Linked DNA regions of Pan troglodytes: region 2 is linked to region 1. Evidence: chromatin contacts called from public Hi-C data. All regions are on one chromosome and are shown on one strand. The core of a region is the stretch at or near the end of the contact, and the rest is flanking DNA. Distances in the headings are between cores, read along the strand shown.

Region 1 (7,110 bases), core at 2,053-4,552:
AGTAGAAGAGAATCAAGAAAAATTACCTTCTCCCAACTCTAAGGGAAAAAAAATTAGAAACAGTAAACACACTAGTAAAGAGACACCCATTCTCTTCAACTAAGCTCAAATCCAGTGTATACAATAGAAAGGTTGGTTTTTTTTTAAAGACTTTCTAGAAACAATTTCAGTTTGTCCCAAGTATTAAAAACTCCACAATTTTAAAGTGGACATCATTTCTTCTACTAAATTTTACTAAATAAAAACTTACCAAACACTTATTCTACCAATGATATATTCCATCTCTGCCTTTTTATAATTAACTAATGGGTTAGCTGGTGTTATTTTAAAGCTCCATGAAGTTATCCAGTTAAAACAATGTTATAACTTAACTTCAAACACAAATTCCCTGGGTACTGAAAATGTTCTAAAACTAGATAGTGGTAATGGTTGCACAATGCAGTGAATACATTGAAAAAAAACACACTGAATTTATACTTTAAAAGAGTGAATTTCATGTCATATAAATCCTATGGCAACAAAGCTGTTAGTAAAAAACAATAACAAAAACAAATTCTCCACCCTGTATTACTAAGTCTTACCTAGTTTTTACCTGAAACTCTATTCTAAACCACTGCTTGCCTGGCTAAGTCTAATCAATATGCTGTATCAACTCAGGTCACTTAAAAACAAAAAACACATACATACTTCTCCAAAATGTTTCCCCCCTCTAAGAAGGGTCACAGCCTCCCAGAGACAAGCTGAGAAAACACCTTTCATACTAGCCTCCAACGGAAATTAAAGACGTGTAGCCGTGTCGCCTTCTGGATTCCATAAATCCCTGGCTATCGCTGTGACTTAAAACTACTACTTCTGCAGCACAAAATTCTAACCATTATAATGCAATTTTTAAAGTGTCAGATAAAAAGAGAACACTTACTAATCCTCTGAATAAAAAGGACTAAATCTCCTACGCAAAGACAGGTTTCCAGTCCAAAGAAAGCTTGATTTCTTTCCTTTCAGAATTCTGGTTCAAGTACCCTAAGTTGATATAGCTGTTACTTATCTTTAAAAAAAAAAAAAAAAAGTCACCTTGTCCAATGACAAACTACACCATAAAGAACAGCGGCTCACCAAGCCAGAGTGCAGCAATCACGTCATTGAGACCTCATTAAGGCTAAACTATAAACAGACCTGGCATCTGCCAGTGTCCCCAGTGTTGAGCTGTAGCTGTAGATCAGAGTAACCTTCTTAGGGGAATCACGAAATTCTAACCTTCCCCTTCAAGGGTTCCCTAGCTTAGCTGATTATCTGGAAGAGGAAAAGATTAGTACTACCTTTTTAAAAGGTGGGGGTTGGGGCGGTGAGCAGTTTGAAACGGAGGTGGTCACTGGAACTCATCCACAATATGAAATGCCACATCAAGAAGAACACGAACGTAATCTTAATTATCTAAGCACCCATGATAACCAAAGATTCTTTCAACCACTTTTATTTCAAAGGGTAAAGTAGAATCAGTGGAGCACAGGAGCAGAGAGAGGCAGGGACAAAACGACTTCCCTGTTATGACACAAATAATGACTGTTTTGTGCCTACAGTGACTGCTGTGGTAGACACTGCTAAACTATCCTAAGGGACTAAGTTATTCTATGTATGAAGGGTGTGGGGAACAGTGTTCCATTATCTCTAACACACTCATCTCTACTTTCCTGGAAAAAGAGGCACAATCAGGAGAGCAGGCAGGCCCAAAGTAGGCACAAAGTTACTGTCTGTGGCCTTGAACATAAGGACACCATCCTCTGTGTATCTGGAACATAAAAGAGGGCACCCCACGTGGAGGCCGGCGAAGAGCTGGGAATCCTGACAGGTTTGGAAAGAAACAAAGCCCCAGTCTGAAGCAAGCAAGCAAGCAAGGATGGATCCCCAGGCCAGCCATTTTACTGATACTATTTATATTTCCCTATCTTCTCGTGTCCTCCTTTAAAGTTGTTGGAATATCTTTTTTAAATGCTCACTTGCCTCAGCTATCAAGAGAGGAAGAAAGAGAAGGGATTTTTGTTTATAAAAAACAAACCTGTTGTCCAGACATGTACAAGGGTAGAAGCAGAATAATCAACGTGGGAGAACCCCAAAGAAGTGCCCAATAGGGTTGAGGCCACTTAGTCAGCTGCCCTTTTTTACCAAGATTCTCTTTCCACTGATAAAAGTGTAGACACTCCCCCTGCACAATGATACTGATTCAACTGCATGGCAGGAGGAGAGTTGCACGGGATTACCAGACTGGTGTGTGCAAGCTGCAGTCATCCCAACACTCATGAGTAGGTTTCCATCACCTCCAGGCCCTCAAGCTGCACGAGGAAGACACCACGCTAAAGGGATACGTATTTACCACACCCACTGTAATCCACTTGTTGCGTCTCCAAGCAGCCTCACCTTTCACACACGCTGCACACCACAGTAAAACCTAGCCATCTCCTCCTCCAAGACCTCCTGAAACTTTCCCCGTCGTTCCTGTGCCCACCTGCCTCCAGCCTCTCCGTCTGTGCAGAAACCAAATGGCCCCTGCGTGATAAACACAAAGCCACCCGCGGCTCTGTGTGGCAGAAGCGAAAAGAGCACTGGATGACCGTGGAGAGATCTGGGCTGCGTTCCCGGCACAGCCACGGGTTTGCTGCGCGTGCTTATGTCACGTACCTCCATTTACCCGCTTGCAAAAACGAAGGGGATGACTTACTTCGAAGGTCGCTGGCGGCTCCGCTGCGGGTTGAGCAAGGTGCCCCGAGCCACCCGCTGCACAGGCTTCCAGGTGGGCGTTTCTCTCAGACCCGCTTCGCCTGGGATGCCCGGGCCCTAGGGCGTTCCCCCAGCCCGCTCCGGCCTGGCCAGGCGAGCGCGACCCACACCCACGGCCCGCGGGCGCAGCGCCCCCTGGCGGCCGCGGCCAGGGACGTAGTCCGCGTCCCTGCCCGCTCATCCCGATCCTACCTGCCTGTCTTCCAGCACACGACCCCGTCACCAGACCCCGGGCTCACAGGCCTAGGAGGCGGCGGCAGAAGACCAGGGGGAGGCCATACCCCGTTCCCCAAGTCTCCAGTGTCCCCCGAACTGCTCGTAGCCCTGGCCACATCCCGCCACGCCCCGAGGAAATGCAAAGGGGTGATCCCCGTGACAACCGAGCTGGAGGGCAGGGGTGCGGCAGCAGCCATCACCTACCTGCGCCCCTGCTCCAGGACAACCGCGCCAGCCGCTCAACCACGCTCCCGAGCATGAGCCCCGCAGCAAAACAAGCCTTTATAGCGGCATCGGCCGCCACACCGCGCAAGCGCGCTGCACAAAGCATTCCCAAGGCTGAAGGGAACTGTAGTCCTCCTTCCGAGTGCCCAGGGCTGCGGACGCGGCGAAGGACTACATTTCCCAGAAGCGCCGGTGACATCCCGGGGGCGGTGCGGGCTGCCCCTCTTCCCACCGAGCTCCCGGCTCTGTTCCATCCTTGCCCGTGCCTCTGCGAGACTGTCTGGAATCTTCTCCGGGGTCGTGTTCCCTGGGGGAGGCAGCTGGGAGGCTTAACCGTGGCCCTGTGTTCGCACACAGTGCTGTTCGTAGGCAGAGCAGTCCCGACCCTGCGTGGCCGTGTAGCTGCCAGAAAAGATCGTGAAGGTCATCGTAGCCCGCGTCTAACCCGTTGAGAGTCGTCAGGCCGGCCAGCCCCAGTTCTTATCTGTTGTGGCAGATACGATTGCTTGCTCATGGTTCGACCCTGCAGTCTGCGCAGATACCGCCTTTCTCACTTTAACACCAACTGCCCATCAATGTCGCGCTGCCTGGTCTCTAGATAATAAAATGCAAGGATCACAGTCTTAGAAGTGGCAAGAGCCTTAGAAATGGTATGCTAACTCATCTTCTTCTTTTTATAAATGAAACTGAGGCTCCCAGAAAGATTGATCCCTTTATTTCTCTGTTTCATCGGTACCTTCAGCATCATTAAATAAAAGCCACTGTTGAGTTCTTCCCTACCCTGTATCCGATGCTTTACATACCATTCTTGTTTCCTTTAATCTCCATTACAGCCCTATGAGTAGGTATTATGAGTTTGTTTTTTTTTAAGGAGTCTGGCTCTGTTGCCCAGGCTGGAGTGCAATGGCGCGATCTCGGCTCACTGCAGCGTCCGCCTTCCGGGTTCAAGCAGTTCTCCTTGCCTCAGCCTCCCGAGTAGCTGGGATTACAGGCGTCCGCCACCACGCCCGGCTAATTTTCGTATTTTTTAAGTAGAGACAGGGTTTCGCCATATTGGCCAGGCTGGTCTCGAACTCCCGACCTCAGGTAATCCGCCTGCCTCGGCTTCCCAAAGTGCTGGGATTACAGGCGCGAGCCACCTCACCCAGCCGTATTTTTTTTAATTCAAAGATTAAAAAAGAAGAAGAAGAAGAGGAAGAAGGAGAAGGTAAAGTGACTTGTCCATCTTTATAACAACTAGCTAGTTAGCTAGTGTGAAGACACTACTGTATCGTAAAGCAGCATATTCTTGCACACGGATTGATAGACTAATGCAATAGAATAAAGAGCCCCCAAACAGACTGGTGCATCCATGTAACTTGATCTGTGACAGAAAACCTTACGAATCCGTGGGGAAAGCAAGAAGAGTCAGTAAATAGTACTGGAACAATTGGTTATACATATGAAAAAACAATCGGGGATTACCGCTTCATACCACACAGAAAAAACCCATTTCAGGTAGATCAAACGCTTAAATGTGAAAGGGAAAACTTAAAAACTTTTAGAAGATGATAGGAAATATCTTTATGAACTTGGGAGTAGGAAAGAACTTTTTAAACAAGAAACAAAAAATAAAGGAAGAAAGATTGATAATTTTTGCCATATTAAAAGATGGCATAAATTGAAAAGATAAACCACAAGTTATAACTGACAAAGTTTTTGAATAAAAAATATTCAAAATAATTTCTAAGTTCAGTAAGAAATGGCAGATAACCCAATAGGAAAATAGGTAAATGACATGAACAGACAGCTCACAGAATAAGAAACCTGAGCAGCCACTCAAATATGAAAAGACACCCAATCTCATTCATAATCAGGGAAATTGATTTTTTTTTTTTTTTTTTTTTTTTTGAGACAGAGTCTTTCTCTGTCCCTCAGGTTGGAGTGCAGTGGTGCCACCTCAGCTCACTGCAACCTCCACCTCCAGAGTTCAAGTAATTCTCCTGCCTCAGCCTCTGGAGTAGCTGGGACTACAGACACCAGCCACCACACCCAGCTGATTTTTGTATTTTTCGTAGAGATGGGGTTTCACCATATTGGCCAGGCTGGTCTTGAACTCCTGACCTTGTGATCCATCCACCTCGGCCCCCCAAAGTGCTGGGATTACAGGCGTGAGCCAACACGCCTGGCCTGGAAATGTAAATTAAAATAGTAATGAGATACCACCTCACCAAAGATTCTAATACCTTCCAACAATGCCTCAAACACTGTAACACCCACAACTGCAGATCTGATATCATCATATTTTTTAAAAAGCTTCTAAATCCCGCTGAAATACTTCATATATGTTGATTATAGTTTGTTTTTTATTAAAAAAGAATAGATGAACACCAGACAGCCCTGGTGGCAGGCTTCAATACACTGTAGTACTACTGTCTTGGTCTGTCCAAGTATAGTCTGAGTGAAAGAATTATACTTACAAAATTACCCCCTCAAAATGTGTTTGTGTTGTGAACTGTTTAGAGGGGCGATACTTCCCAACCCTCAGGCAAGGGGGCTAGAGAATCTATGTTGCAGTGGAGAATTGTGTGTCTTTTCTTTTCTTTCTTTTCTTTTTTTTAGATCTCGGCTCACTGTAACCTCCACCTCCAGGGTTCAAGTGATTCTGATTCTCCTGCCTTAGCCTCCAGAGCAGCTGGGATCACAGGCATGTCCCACCACACCTGGCTAATTTTTGTATTTTTAGTAAAGACGGGGTTTCACCATATTGTCCAGGCTGGTCTCGAACTCCTGAGCTCAAGTGATCGGCCCACCTCAGCCTCCCAAAGTGCTGGGATTACAGGCGTGAGCCACCGCGCCCGGCCAGAATTGTGGGTATTTCTAAATAATATTTATGTTGTGTAATGTACTAAACATATTCATTAAATATTTGGTGGAGATGCAGTGGAGCTAAAACAAACACGGTTCCAGCCCTCATGGGGCTTAGACTCCCAAATAAACACTAATCAAAATTTAAATGATAATTGTAGTAAGTGCAAGGAAAGGAGGTGTGTGTTTCATCTGAAGGAAGTAGGAGTGTGTGAAGTGAAGACAGTGGAAGTGGGCAGCAGAGACAGCAGTTGAAGCAGAGGAAACAACGAAGACCAGGTTGTGGTAGAATGAAGGGAGCATCTCCAAACATGTAGATCTTGTTACAGGTCTTTAGGAGCAAAAGGCAACCACTAAAAAGTTTTAAAAGGGTGAATATGTTAGGAGTTGAGAAATTAAATTTACATTTTGGGGCCGGGCGTGGTAACTCACAGCTTGTAATCCCAGCACTTTGGGAGGCTGAGGTGGGTGGATCACCTGAGGTCAGGAGTTCGAGAACAACCTGGCCAACATGGTGAAACCACATCTCTACTAAAAATACAAACATTAGCTGGGCGTGGTGGCACACACCTGTCATCCCAGCTGCTCGGGAGGCTGAGGCACGAGAATCCCTTGAACCCGGGAGGCAGAGGTTGCAGTGAACCGAGATCTGGCCACTGCACTCCAGCCTGGGTGATAAAGCAAGACTCAGTCTCAAAAAACAAGCAAAAAAACAGAAAAAAAAAATGTATCTTTTGGAAACTGCACTGTGGCTGGCAGACTGGGAAAGAATTTGAGACCACTAGAATGGGAGAGAAGGGGCCACCTAGGAGTGACTGTTGTTATGTAGGAAAGAGATCATGGTGGCTTGGATTAAGGTTGTGATGGAAAAGATGGAGAGAAAAAGATGAACTCAAGAGAAATTTAAGAGGTGATATCAACAGAACATGTGGATAGATTAGATACAGGGCAATGAGAAAGAAATGTCAAGGGTAACACGTAGGTGGTTGTGAAACTGGATAGATGGTGGTCCATTCATTGGCAGAAGTGCTCTACTGCAATAGCCTGACA
Region 2 (7,110 bases), core at 2,195-4,694, 240 kb after region 1:
AGCCCTAATCCCAAGGAATGGCCAGGGGCAGAGAAAGTGGCTCACTCTTTGCCATGGAAAGCCTGAGCTACAGATGTGGGGTGGTTCCTGAGGTTTGACTGGGAGGGCATCTGGAGCAGTACTGACCTTTGAGAACCTGAAGATCCACTTCTCACCAATGGCTTCTCTGTCTGCCTTGCAGGTGAGCCGCGTGCTTGTCCCTGGAGGCCGGTTCATCTCAATGACTTCTGCTGCCCCCCACTTTCGGACCAGACACTATGCCCAAGCCTGTTATGGCTGGTCCCTGAGGCATGCTACCTATGGCAGCGGTTTCCACTTCCATCTCTACCTCATGCACAAGGGCGGGGAGCTCAGTGTGGCCCAGCTGGCTCTGGGGGCCCAAATCCTCTCACCCCCCAGACCTCCCACCTCACCTTGCTTCCTTCAGGACTCAGATCATGAGGACTTCCTTAGTGCCATTCAGCTCTGAGGCCAGAGCATGGTCCTCCGCCCTTCCTGCCATTCTGCCCTGGGCTCCTCAGGTAGCTGGAATTCCTGACTCAGGACTTGGGGTTGGGTCCAAGGTGCTTACATCCCAGGGGCCTCATGCCTAAGATAGAGGGTGGGAGCGAACCCACATGAACCAATACAGCCCAGCTCCAACTAGATCCAGATTCCAGGTTTCTTGCTTCTTTCTTGGGTTCCTCAGTTCTCTCCTGGGTTCCCCAACCTCCTCTGCCACCACACCAAACCACCAGTGATGCATCCCCTGGGGCAATGCTCATTATAACCCCTCTGCACACCAGCCAGCCTGGAGACCATTGTTCCTGGGGCCTGTTACTGATCCTCATCTAGCCTTGATTTATCCACAGGAGACTGCAGGCTTTGAACCTAGATTGCTTTATGTTTCTCACCCTAGCTCCATCCCCAACACTGGTGACCAGTCACGCCTGGGTTGTATCTCTACCCAAGGAGGCCACATCATAATGATATTCCCAGGCCAGGCTGGCCTGTCTGTCTTACTTGGCAACCGTCCCTCACCAGCAACATGCACCTGAGATTCCCAAGTACCTGCCCCCCCTCCCATTTTGGCCTGGCTCCTGAGACCTAAGCAGCGGCCACACACACACAGGGGGGTCTGTGTTTATTCACACACTCCTGGTACAGTGAGGATGGAGGAACATTTACAAAGGGCACCCCTGGGTTGAGAACATCTCCGGGGCCACAGATGTCATCCAAAGGTTCAGAGCAGTCCCCATTTGGGTTCCCAGGGGCAAGACGCAGGGGTCCAAGGTAAAATCGGATCTGGGCCCTTGGAAGGTGATGATACCTTGGGGAGAAGGGGTCTGCCAGAAAGCCTCCTGGGGTCAGGCCTGGGCAGACTGGCCATGTGGTTGGTAACCGTGTCGGGGGCTTGTCTCACCCCAGCCTCAACACCCATCCTATCTGCCAGGCGCAGAAGAGCGTGGCCGAGACTGAGGGGAGGGCAGGAACCATGAGCAGAGCCAGTAAACAAAGAGTCGGATATAAAAATACAAATGTGCTGAGGAAGTCCCTTAGAAAGAGGCTGAGGCTGGGGTCACGCCAGACAGGGGTGGGGGCGAGGAACGGCCCGGAGGACTGGGCTCAAGTGGGTGGAAAGCTCATGCAAGTACGCAGCCAAACATCCCTGGCCGCGCGCGGTCCGACACCGGCGGCCGCCCGGTCTGCAGACCAGACTGGCCGGAGGGGGGCGGGGCAGGGGAGCCGTGCGGGAGGGGGCGGGCCGGGGGCTGGGGGCCGCGGGTCTCCGTGTCCGTTCCGGTGTGCGGGGTGGGGCTGCGGCCCGAGGTTTTAAAGTGCATGAGCGCGGCGGCGGGTTCCGGGCGGGTCCGCGCCGCCGCTACCGCGGCCGCCGTGGTGCTGAAGCGGACAGCTCCGGAGTGCCTGGCGGCGGCGGCGGCACGGCCCCGCAGCCCCCGCCCGCGGGCGCCTGGGCCGGGGCGGGGGGGCGCCGGCAGCCGCATCGCCGGCCCGCGCTCCTGGCCGCTGCGAGGCTGGGCCCGGAGCCCGCCGCCCGAGCCGGCGCGTCTACACTCCGGACGGCGGCTTCTCCCCCATCCCCTTCAGCACGTCGTCTATCCGGTCATCCTCGATCACCACTGCGCAGGGAGAAAGCGCGTCAGCCGCGCAGCCTCGGGGGGCGGCGGCGATGAGAATGAGCCCCGCGTCCTAGCTTCCCGCGCAGCTACTGCCCGTGGCCCAGCGACGCCCCTCGGAACCCTGTGCCGCGGTGTCCTCCCCGTCCGAACTCTTCTGGAGACCCAACCTGCCGCCAAGCCTAGACCCCCTCCCCTCCCGATGGCGGAACGCCCCTCTTCCAAAGGCTCCAGCTATTCTCCCTCCCAGTGCGAGCCCTCCTGCCACCTGAGCCTTCCTCCCTCTGAGTTGATCAGAAACCTCTTGCTCACGGAATCCCCCTCTTCAACCCGCACTTCAACAGATCCCCCTGCTCAAATGGGGCTCAAACCGAGTATCCAGCTGGTCCAGCCCTCTCCTCAACCTGAGCCCTCTCGCCGCTGGAACCCCTCTTCCGATCCTGGCACCAACAGAGCTCCCCTCCCCATGCAAACAACCAAGACAAGCGGACCCCCGGCCTCCTGCCCTCTCTTGTTAGACGCCCCTCTCGACCCGAAGGTTCTTCGTACTGTCCACCGACTCAGTATTTGATCCCAAAGAATCAGCCCGTTACCCCGTGTTCCCACTTCCGTGCAGCCCCAAATGCCCCGACCGGCCCCTCCCCCTCGCCCGGGTGCCAGGGCTCTGCTTCCAGAGGTGGCGAGCATCGAATCCGGGGCACCGTGTTCCCGGGAGAAGGGAAGAGGGGGACACACACTGCAGCGGGGACCCCCCCCTCCAGCCCGGGCCGAAGAGCGGCTGGTGCGCTGGTCTGCGGCAAGAGCTGCGGGCACTCGGCGGGGAACGGCAGCCGGGGGCGCCCGGCGGAGGGTTTCTGGGTCAGGCGGCGACTCCGGGCCCGGGCCGCGTACCTCGCTTGGCTCGGCCGATCTGGCCCAGCTTGGGGGGTCGCTTGGCCTGGTTGCCCGCGAAGAAGGAGTTGGTGTCCTGCAGGCGGCAGCTGAAGGAGAGGTCGGAGCCCTCGGGGTCTGCGCCGAAGCGGCCCATCTTGTCTTCGCTGTAGGGCAGGATCTCGGACATGGCGGGCGCGGGGTGGGCGCGGGGCGGGAGCGGGACTGCGGCGGGGCGCGGGCGGCGGGCTTGCTGCCGGACCGGCCCTACCTCAGCAGGGGAGCCGGCGGAAGGATGAAGTCATGCAGCATCCGGGGCTGAGGAGCCAAGCGGGGCCTCCTCCCCCGCGCCTCCGCCTCCCGGGCCGCTGGGCAGGCGGCGGCGGCGGCGGTGGCGGGGACCGGGCGGGGGCGGGGGCGGGGGGCGGGGGTGGCGGCGGCGGCGGCAAGAGCGGAATGACGATGAGCGCCCGACTGCGGCAGAGCACGGCGGGCGGGGCGCGGTGGAGGCGGGGCGGGCACTGGCCAGGGGAAAGAGGCGGGGCCGGGGGCAGGAGCGCGCCCAGCTACCCCCGGAACAGAGGCAGCTGGAGTGGGAGGTTCCCGCACTGTGGCGGGGAATGGCCAGCACGTGGGTCTTGGGGAATAGTACCAGCCAACCCGGCTGGGACCTGGCGGGGAGGGGCGGGACCGAAGGGGGGTGGGATCGAGCCTGGTACTGGAGGAGCTTGGGGGAGGGTCTGACCCCTAGGCTGGGAGAGGCGTGCAAGGGGGACTGGGAGCAGGGGGGCAAAAGCTGGCCGGGCGCGTTGGGGCGGGAAGGCGGCCGCAGGGCTGGCAATGGAAAGCGGGGAGCGGGAAATGCGCGGGGAGGAGACTCGGGTACAGGGTGACTGGGGAAGGCACGAACCCACAGCGCGGGAAGAGCTCGGGCCAGTGGGATGGTGCCCTTGCCGCTGACGCGCTCTTGTACTAGTTGCTCTGGTCTTAAGTAGATCGTCAGGGTCCGTGCGTCTCTGAGTGCCGGTCTGTGTCTCTGTCTCCGCCTTTGTATGTGTCAGTCCATCTCTAAGTGTCTGTATCTCTGTCTCTGTGCCCCGTATCTCTTTCGCTGTGTTATGGCCTTTGTCTATGCCTGTCCCTTAAGTGTCTGCCTTTCTCCATCTATCTCCATTCTTGACTCCTGTATCTCTGTGCCACAGTGTCTCCGTCTCCTGAATCTGGGTATTTCAGTCTCTCCTAGGAGGGGTCTATAGTAACTGGGCCGACGCGCGCACACCAGGGCAGACACCCCCAGCCCTAGTCCGGTGGCTGGAGCCCCCCGCGGCTCTGGAGTGGTGCGCTCGCAGTGTAGGAGGAATGAATGGCGGCGTCGCGGGGGGCGCCCTGGCTGCGGGTGACGCGGGGAAGCTCGGAGCACCTGAGGACGCGGAGCGCGCCAGTGTATGCCCCGAGGGAGTGCGGTAGAGATGGAGGGTGCCCCCCGCCCTCGTTGCTTTGGACCACGGGTGAGTTCTCGCTTCACCGACGGGAACATGCCCTCTTCTCCCCTTGCCTCCCGCCCCCACAACCCCCGCCCTGGCTGGCCGTCACCCGCGGCGTCACCTGCTTGCCAGCGCGCAGGAGCTCTGGCGCAATCACTGGCCTTGGGGAGGAGGGGGTGTCTCACATGCGGCGACAGTGACGGCAGCGCTGATAACTGTAAGTTCATTCCACACTCCAGGCGAACGCGCTTTCCTTCCTTAATCTGGCCAAATTACCAAATCACACAGCTGGTGAGGCTGCCTTGTAGTGGGTCTCCTTCCAACACTTCCTCGCCAGGTGTTAATACCGGAGACACAGGGACAAACGCAATGGTGGCTGCCCAGGGAACTGGATGGGGTGGGGGGCGGTATGCCACAGGATACCTTGATGCCAGCCTCACTCAAGGGCCCAGGCCTGGGGGCCCATCACTATGAAGCCCTCCTCTGCTCTGTCCTAGTCTCCGGGATGAGGGCCACAGCTGGAGGTGGAGGCCCAGCCTGGAGTGAGAGGAGCCCTGAAACTGGAAGGACAATAAAGGCGGAAGACTGGGGTCACTGGAAGAGAGTCCAGAAAATTCCACATCCACTGGAAGTTGTCCAGTAATGGGTTCCAATCCTGACTCCCACTTTCTCAGTGACCTTGAACTGAAGGACCCATAATCATGGTTTTAAAAAATTAATTCGTTTGTACTTAAAACATTTTAGGAGGCCGGGCTCAGTGGCTCACGCCTGCAATACCAGCACTTTGGGAGGCGAGGTGGGTGGATCACCTGAGGTCAGGAGTTCAAGACCAGCCTGATCAACATGGCAAAACCCCGTCTCTACTAAAAATACAAAAAAAATTAGCCAGGTGTGGCACACACCTGCAGTCCCAGCTACTTGGGAGGCTGAGGCACAAGAACCGCTTGACCTAGGGTGGCAAAGGTGGCAGTTGGCGGACATTGGGCCATTGCACTCCAGCCTGGGCGACAAAGCGAGGCGAGACTCTGTCTCAATAAAAGAAAGAAAGAGAGAGAGAGAGAGAGAGAGAGAAAGGAAGGAAGGAAAAAAATTTTAGGAAAATTAAGAAAATCACATAACATCTTTTTTTTTTTTTTTTTTTTTGACACGGAGTCTTGCTCCGTTGCCCAGGCTGGAGTGCAATGGCGCGATCTTGGCTCACCATAACCTCTACCTCCAAGGTTCAAGCGATTCTCCTGCCTCAGCCTCCCGAGTAGCTAGGACTACAGGCACACGCCACCATGCCCAGTTTTTTTTTTTTTTTTTTTTTTTTTTTTTTGAGACGGAGTCTCACTCTGTCGCCAGGCTGGAGTGCAGTGGCGCCATCTCAGCTCACTGCAACCTCCCCCTCCTGTGTTCAAGTGATTCTCATGCCTCAGCCTCCTGGGTAGCTGGGACTACAAGTGCGTGCCACCACTCCCAGCTAATTTTTGTATTTTTAGTAGAGACAGTGTTTCACCATGTTGGCCAGGATGGTCTCAATCTCTTGACCTCGTGATCCGCCCACTCGGCCTCCCAAAGTATTGAGATTACAGGTGTGAGCCACTGCGCCCTGCCAGTCTTTGTATTTTTAGTAGAGATGGGGTTTCACTATGTTGGCCAGGCTGGTCTTGAACTCCTGACCTCGCGATCTGCCCGCCTTGGCCTCCCAAAGTGCTGGGATTATAGGCATGAGCCACCACACCCGGCCTTATAACTATATATATACATATCCTTCTAGTCTTTTCACCATGTGTCTGCATGATATGATACCTCTGTAAGCCCCATGTTCTAGTCTGAAGCATGGGGATGATAAAACCTACTTATTAAGGAACGTTTTGCTGGGCAACATTCATGGCTCACACCTGTGAATTCCGCCACTCAGAAGGCTGAAGCAGAAGGATCGCTTGAAGCCAGGAGTTGGAGACCAGGCTGGACAACATAACTAGGCCCCATCTCTAAATAAATAAGTAAATAAATAAGCAAGCCGGGTATGGTGGTACACACCTGTGGTCCCAGCTACTTGCAAGGCTGTGGTAGAAGGATCACCTGGGCACAGGAGTTTGAGGCTGCAGTGAGCCATAATGGTGCCACTGCACTCTGGCCTGGGTGACAGAGCAAGACCCTGACTCAAAAAAAAAAAAAAAGAAAAGGACAGTTTTGTAGATGAAACTCTCCTGGGGTAAAGTGGGTTGTCTCAGGAGGTAGTGAGCTGCCCCTCACCTAAAATGCCAAAGAAGAGGCATGAGGGTTCTTGCCAAGGATGAGATAAGAGCATTGTGTGAGGAATTGAAACAATTCTTCTTTCTCTCTGCACAATGAGGGAGATTGGAAAAATGACAGTTTAATCCAGAATTCACTTGGTTACCTCCTTCTTAAATAATTATATTCCCGTCCCTGCCGTGCCTGCTGGATCATGGTTAAAGCAAAAGTCCTAAGTACAAACCTGTGGACTATTACGATATATAAGCTTCAGCTATGTTGTAAAAATGTGGGGATTTCTTTAAATTCTGCTCCTCTCTTTAAAATTCTTATATTCTGCTTCCTTCCCATGAGAGGAAAATACATTTTCTCTAAAATGAAATAAAGCTTGTATAGAGTTGCGTGACAGTGCATTGAGT

The links. A called contact is a pair of places that touch in the nucleus more often than the background predicts.
Region 2: a contact with region 1 is called in a Hi-C map of stem cell-derived neural progenitor cells, with 2.4 times the contacts expected there. The contact joins the promoter of CAMK2N2 here to the promoter of ABCC5 in region 1. A contact is called at or near these places in 1 of 7 Hi-C or Micro-C datasets (stem cell-derived neural progenitor cells) and 1 of 1 datasets of contacts at active chromatin or transcription factors (stem cell-derived excitatory neurons).

Annotation. Positions count from the first base shown.
Region 1 is chr2:187,196,131-187,203,240 of NHGRI_mPanTro3-v2.0_pri, forward strand. ABCC5 (ATP binding cassette subfamily C member 5) reads right to left here and starts at 3,303. Exons shown (of 30, transcript XM_016942384.3): 1 at 3,193-3,303.
Region 2 is chr2:187,440,893-187,448,002 of NHGRI_mPanTro3-v2.0_pri, forward strand. It overlaps CAMK2N2 (calcium/calmodulin dependent protein kinase II inhibitor 2), which reads right to left and starts at 3,445. Exons shown (of 2, transcript XM_001149517.6): 1 at 3,009-3,445; 2 at 1,107-2,120. The coding sequence starts at 3,177. The coding sequence ends at 2,050. EEF1AKMT4 (EEF1A lysine methyltransferase 4) reads left to right here. Exons shown (of 3, transcript XM_003310148.7): 3 at 182-647. The coding sequence ends at 469.